Regions from separate parts of the Mus musculus genome. Here region 1 is linked to region 2. A link is a contact called in public Hi-C data. All regions are on one chromosome and are shown on one strand. The core of a region is the stretch at or near the end of the contact, and the rest is flanking DNA. Distances in the headings are between cores, read along the strand shown. Region 1 holds the start of Fbxo3 (F-box protein 3). Region 2 overlaps 4931422A03Rik (RIKEN cDNA 4931422A03 gene).

Evidence for each region. A called contact is a pair of places that touch in the nucleus more often than the background predicts.
Region 1: a contact with region 2 is called in a Hi-C map of embryonic stem cells, with 1.7 times the contacts expected there. The contact joins the promoter of Fbxo3 here to the enhancer-like site in region 2. A contact is called at or near these places in 1 of 15 datasets of contacts at CTCF or cohesin (CD8 T cells), 13 of 484 Hi-C or Micro-C datasets (ECoMG myeloid progenitors, ECoMG-derived neutrophils, the G1E-ER4 cell line and 5 more), 3 of 115 datasets of contacts at active chromatin or transcription factors (embryonic stem cells, large pre-B cells and microglia) and 2 of 9 other capture datasets (adipose tissue and pancreatic islet).

The regions. Positions count from the first base shown.
Region 1 is chr2:104,026,349-104,029,058 of GRCm38.p6, reverse strand. Fbxo3 (F-box protein 3) reads right to left here and starts at 1,260. Exons shown (of 11, transcript NM_212433.1): 1 at 1,093-1,260. The coding sequence starts at 1,196. 4931422A03Rik (RIKEN cDNA 4931422A03 gene) reads left to right here and starts at 698. Exons shown (of 5, transcript NM_175161.3): 1 at 698-1,281; 2 at 1,772-1,837. The coding sequence starts at 1,836.
Region 2 is chr2:103,991,311-103,994,010 of GRCm38.p6, reverse strand. It overlaps 4931422A03Rik (RIKEN cDNA 4931422A03 gene), which reads left to right. Exons shown (of 5, transcript NM_175161.3): 4 at 99-126; 5 at 1,188-1,516. The coding sequence ends at 1,416. Among named protein-coding and RNA genes, the nearest start is that of Gm38515, 12 kb to the right of the region's middle. Within about 2 kb of position 1,305, at least 15 of the 459 cell types and tissues checked have an H3K27ac peak or open chromatin away from gene starts, as enhancers often do. A contact at or near this core is called in embryonic stem cells, where this site is marked.

The DNA.
Region 1 (2,710 bases), core at 11-2,510, 35 kb before region 2:
CAGATGAAATACATTTGAGCTGGCCAACCTTTCCTACAGAAAAACTTTCTGTGTGTTAGTACAGGCTGAGTAGGGGGAAGTGTGTTTTTTGGAAAGACAAATGTCTTAGCAGGTACGAGTGGAGGCCATAACAGAAAACCCAGGAAATATCTCTGCCACCACTTAGCTACCTGTAACTCCAAGAAATCTGTACCTCTTAAAGGCCCCTAAAAACAGAGGACATAGATGCCCAGATTCCAGTAATGAAGCAAAAACCAAAAGTGTGTCTTCCCCATGTGAGAGGGCCATTTTGCAGCCTCCACAAATATATACGGAAGCACAAGAAACCCAGGCTATGCGGTCAAGAATGTAAACAATCCTGACACAGGGGGTGAGGGTGACAAGAAAGGGGCACACGGCAGGACCATTTGTCCCTCCACGCTAAAACAGTCCTGGTTTCTGAAAGAATTCTCGCATGCCCGGTGTTTATTTTTGGAGTAAATGCTGGTCATCTGGGAAACCCTAAGGTAACTGCAGTCACCTGTAAGGCCTCACCGGAAGTCGGTGACAAAACCCAAAATCCAACCACCCACCATAAAAAGGGAAACTGACAGCCAAAAAAGTCGCCGACACAAGACAAAGTGTATGCTGCCCGCGATCACGATGGCATCAGAGTCAGAAGGTCGCAGGCCTTCTCGCGCGCGTTCTACCTGCCCACGAGGGCTCTGGTCATCAGGGACCCCAGGCGCGACAGGGATGCGCGTGGGCCGAGACAGTGGCCTTTCCACAGCGCTAGACCAGGCCCCAAAGGGCCAGCGAGGGTCCGCGGGGTGCAGGACCAGGGAGCCACCTCTCTCTTCCGCAACCCGGCCTAGCCGAGGCTTGAGGGAGAGGGCGCTAAGTTCCCGGGGACCTAGGCCTGGGCAGGGGTAAGACCTGGATGCCCAGACCGCTCCCCCGAGTCTCCTTCAGCCCCCCGGGGCGCTATGCGGGATAACGGCCGCCTTGCAGTCACCCTGCTGCGGAGGGAGCCCACGTCCAGCCAGCGACCCCGGGCCTCCTTCCCTGCCTCCTTCCACGTTCCCACCCCTGCCGAGAGCACCGCCCCATTACTTGATTAGGTCCCTGTAGTCCACGAAGGATAAGATGAGCAGCAGAGGGTCGGTGGGCAGCGACTCCAGGGTCAGCAGCCCCGTCTCGGCCTCTACGGCAGCCATCTTGCCCGGCCCGCTGCAGCCTTGGCACCACCCCGGCCCCGCCCCCGCCCCCGCCGCCCGAACCGCTCGGCGGCCGCTAGCACAGGTTAGTTATGTAACTGTCACCCGGCCCCAGCCCCGCCCCCGGGATGCCCCGCCCACCCCGCGGTCAGCCCTGCGGGGGCGCTGCTGTCCCTGCCAGTCTGTTTCTGAGTCTTTGGTCTCTTCTTCCACGCATTTTATATCTCGTATCCTCAAAGCCTCTCCCTAAATCTTACACTAACCCTACCTGGCCTTTGGGTCCCAAACCCATTGCTTCATTTCCAATCCATGGTCTCTGTTGCCAGCCTCGGACTCCCATTGCCACTCACCCCCACCTGCACTCGGAATTGCTGCTCTGAGCCCTGTCCACTTAGCAAGGAAGGAATGATGGGGAAAGAGACACAGGGGAAGGCATTCCAACTTTGAAATGATAGGGAGGTTATAATTCTTCCATGGCCCACAAGGCAAAAAACTGTCCTTCAAAAAAACCGAAAATGACCTCTGGATAAATTCCTTGTCCAACAAATGTTAATTGCCCAAGCCCTTACCACCAGGCTTCTAAACCTACTGGTCCCAGAGAAAGTTTCTTCCAACTACTTAAGTGTAAGAAATAATCAAATGTGAGTATTTTCCACCAAGTGCTATAAAACTTGTGTTTAGGACAAGGAATTTGATTCTTTTTAACCTTCTGAGCACACCCTCTTGATAAACATAAATTTGTCTTGTCTAGACACAATAGTTGGAGTGGTGGTCTCTTTCTTTTCTGAACCGGCCTGCAGGTCTGTCTGCAAGGGAGAGAGTGGGGATGGAGGGGCAAGAGATTCGAAGAATGGAAACAAGACAGGGTATATAAGCACAAGCTGGGGAGTCCAGGATGTGTCTGAGAAAAACAGGATATTATTATAGTGTGTTCAGCTGTGGTGGGCTGCTTGCAAAAACATCATGCTAGGAAAACAAGTCTCTCATCAGGGTGGAAAAGTACCAACCTGTAAGTAAATAGCCCGCGATGGCTGCAGAGATGGTAGTAGTTTCTGCTAAGAGTCAGCTCCCAACAATTTTCAACCTCAAACTTTCTTTCTTTCTTCCTTCCTTTCTTCCTTTCTTTCTTTCTTTCTTTCTTTCTTTCTTTCTTCTTTCCTTCTTTTTAAAGATTTGTTTATTATATGTAAGTACACTGTAGCTGTCTTCAGACACATCAGAAGAAGGCATCCAATCTCATTACAGATGGTTGTGAGCCACCATGTGGTTGCTGGGATTTGAACTCTGGAAGAGCAGTCAGTGCTTTTAACCGCTGAGCCATCTCTCCAGCCCTCAAATTTATTTCTAACATCAAGACAGAGGAGGGTATGATATAGCCTGCCCTTCTGACGAGTTTCTCTCAACTACTTTAACTTGGTTGACATGGCAAATTCTCAGCCTACAAGTAAAAAGTAAGGAAATTGAATTCTTTACATTTTATTTTATAAATTTGGATTTAGTACCCCAAGCATGGG
Region 2 (2,700 bases), core at 56-2,555:
GATCACGTTTCTCTCCTTCTCACTTGGCCAGTTAAGGAATTAATTCTTCCTTTTTTCTTTGTCTTTCTTTTCCATGCCTGTGTGTGCTCTCTGGACAGCTGGATCCATAACAGAGAATCCGGATGGGTGAGTGAGGCTTTTCCGCTTCTGCAGGACCAAACTCTCTAACCTAGAACCCCAGGCTTCCAGAGGCTGCCTCTGGGGACAGCTCTGCTGCCCAGGGGCCAGTGGGTATCCGGGAGCCTCCCTCTGGTTTTATGAGAATCTGGGCTGACCAGATAATAAAGCTTTTTAGAACAATCTTTTTTTTTTTTTTTGTCTAAAAACATCCCTGATAAAACTTATTTTTATAAATAGCATTTTTTTCTTACGAATGCTTGACACCTGCTTGTTTTAGAAACTAAATAAGATGGTAAAGAAGAAACAGAATAATCACCGCTCTGCTACATTTTCTTCTAGTTAAATATGTATATGTGCATGTGTATACATAAGTATAATATAATATGTTAAAATTTGCATATGCATTTTCCCCCATTTATGTTGTGCAAATCTTCCTAAACCCGTAAAAACAATTCTTCAAAAATTTCTCCTGGATACAGGAAGATCAGGAGTTCAAGGCCAGCCTTGGCTAGTGAGTGTGAGACCTGTGCCTCTGTCCCTAACAAAAGAAAACACAAAGACAGAACAAAAATTTAAAAAAAAAAATTTTTTTTAACAAGAAGAAAGGATGGGAAGGAAACAAGAAGCAGAAAGACGAGGGAGAACTAGAGGAAAGGAAAGCACCTTGAAAATCTCGTATTTAAATGAGATGGGCTACCCTCTGCTGCCTGCTGTGGGAGGACCATTGTCAAATTTCACCGGATTTCATCTGCATGAAAATACAGGAGGAGCGGCTGTGCAGACCGCTCCTGTCTGGTTGAGGACAAAGAGTTGGATTCTGTCTGTGTCTAGAATTTTCGTGGCAGAGGGATTCTAGCCTAAAAAAGAAAAAGATTCAGATAGGTAGACAACCTGAACCAAGATTTGGAACACACGTTTATGGGAAGAAACTGGCCACAAAGGGTTACAAGATTAGAGAGCGAAGCCACAGGGCCTCACCTGGAGGCAGGCCCGCAAGCTGAATTTACAACAGGGACCTGGGAGTCGTATAAATGACTAATGCTGGCTTCCTGATGCTCTTTTCCAAGCAAGCTGCAAAAATTGGCAGGGGCCCTTCAGTGTGCTGTCGATGTGTCTGGAATTCAAATAGTAGGATGCAGAGATGCCATGACAATGGGAAGCAAGCTTTACCTGGAGAAAATGATGCGGACATGGCTGCTGCAACCCGTACTCACACACGGGGACCTTCGCAACCACTCTCCAGCGGTCCCCATCATGCCTGACTGCGATTGCCCTTACTCAAGGGCATTAAATTAAAAAGTAATGTAGCCGGTGATTCTTTTTTTCCCCTATCCTCCCCCCCCCTCCCCATCCAGGCAGTGAAGAATGGGGCAAGTAAAATAAAAACCTTGACTGCAACTGATATGTCTGTTTTTTAAAAAATGATGCTGATATTAGACACAGCTCAGGAGAGCACAATTTGAATATCGGCGGTATTGTACGGGGCTGAAGTCCTCACACCCCCCTCCTTTAGATCTGTCTTCACTGGCTGCACGCCTTAATATTCTTCCGAGGTGTAATAGCTGGGAGGATTCCATCAGTAATAACCGAAGATCCTGTGAGCCGGTTCTGTTATCCTGAGAATCGAGAGGCATTTTTGCCTTGCCGGCTGTCATTTCCATTGGTGGGGCTGATAAGCAGATTCTGAGTTTATTATTTGCCCAGACAGAGTGCTCTAGCTCCTGGGGTGTTGAGTCGTTCTGAAGCGCTTTATTATTTTAAGTCTTTGTACCCAGGGCTGAGAGCTGGAAAGCCTTGGACAGGTACCGAGTGTTAGTTCCACCTTGACTTTGTTTTTCTGGCTCTCCTGCCCTCCATTTGGAAACAGAAACGCTCTTCCAGGTCCCCAGTTCTTCGCTCCCGTTATTTGGGGTAACAACTTAGCTCTGTGTCTCTACTCTCTTTCCTCCAAACACCACTGTCCTTTAAAATGATCTGAGTAAATTTAGCATTTGACTTTTCTTTAACCTGATAATTCTTAGGATGTGACCATGTATATAGTAACAACAATAACAATAAGTAAATGCATAGGTATCTGTTGGGGATTGGCTTTACAGCTCCACTCACATTCCAAAATCTGTGAATGTTTAAGCACTTTATGTAAAACGGCATACATAGCATAGTGTTTGCATATAACTTCTACAGTTTCCTGTATAAATCATCTCTAGGTTACTTCATGTGAAACTATATGAAGAGTTATTGTACTCTACTAGAGCCAATTACAGGAAAAGGTCTGTGCATGATCAGTATAGATACAGGTTTGATGTGTTTATTTTTATGTATATGGATGTTTTGCCTACATATAGGTGTGCCATTTGTGTGTAGTGCACTTGGAGGCCAGAAGAGGGCATTGGCTCCCCTGGACCTAGAGTCCCTGATGGTTGTGAGCTATCATCTGGGTGTTGGGAACTGGAACCCAGGTCCTCTGCAAGAACAGCAAATGCTCTTAACTACTGAACCAATCTACACAGAGTCAGGGTTTTAGAAAATAGGCTTTTGGTCTGTGGTTGGTCAAATCTTTGCATATAGAACCTATGGATA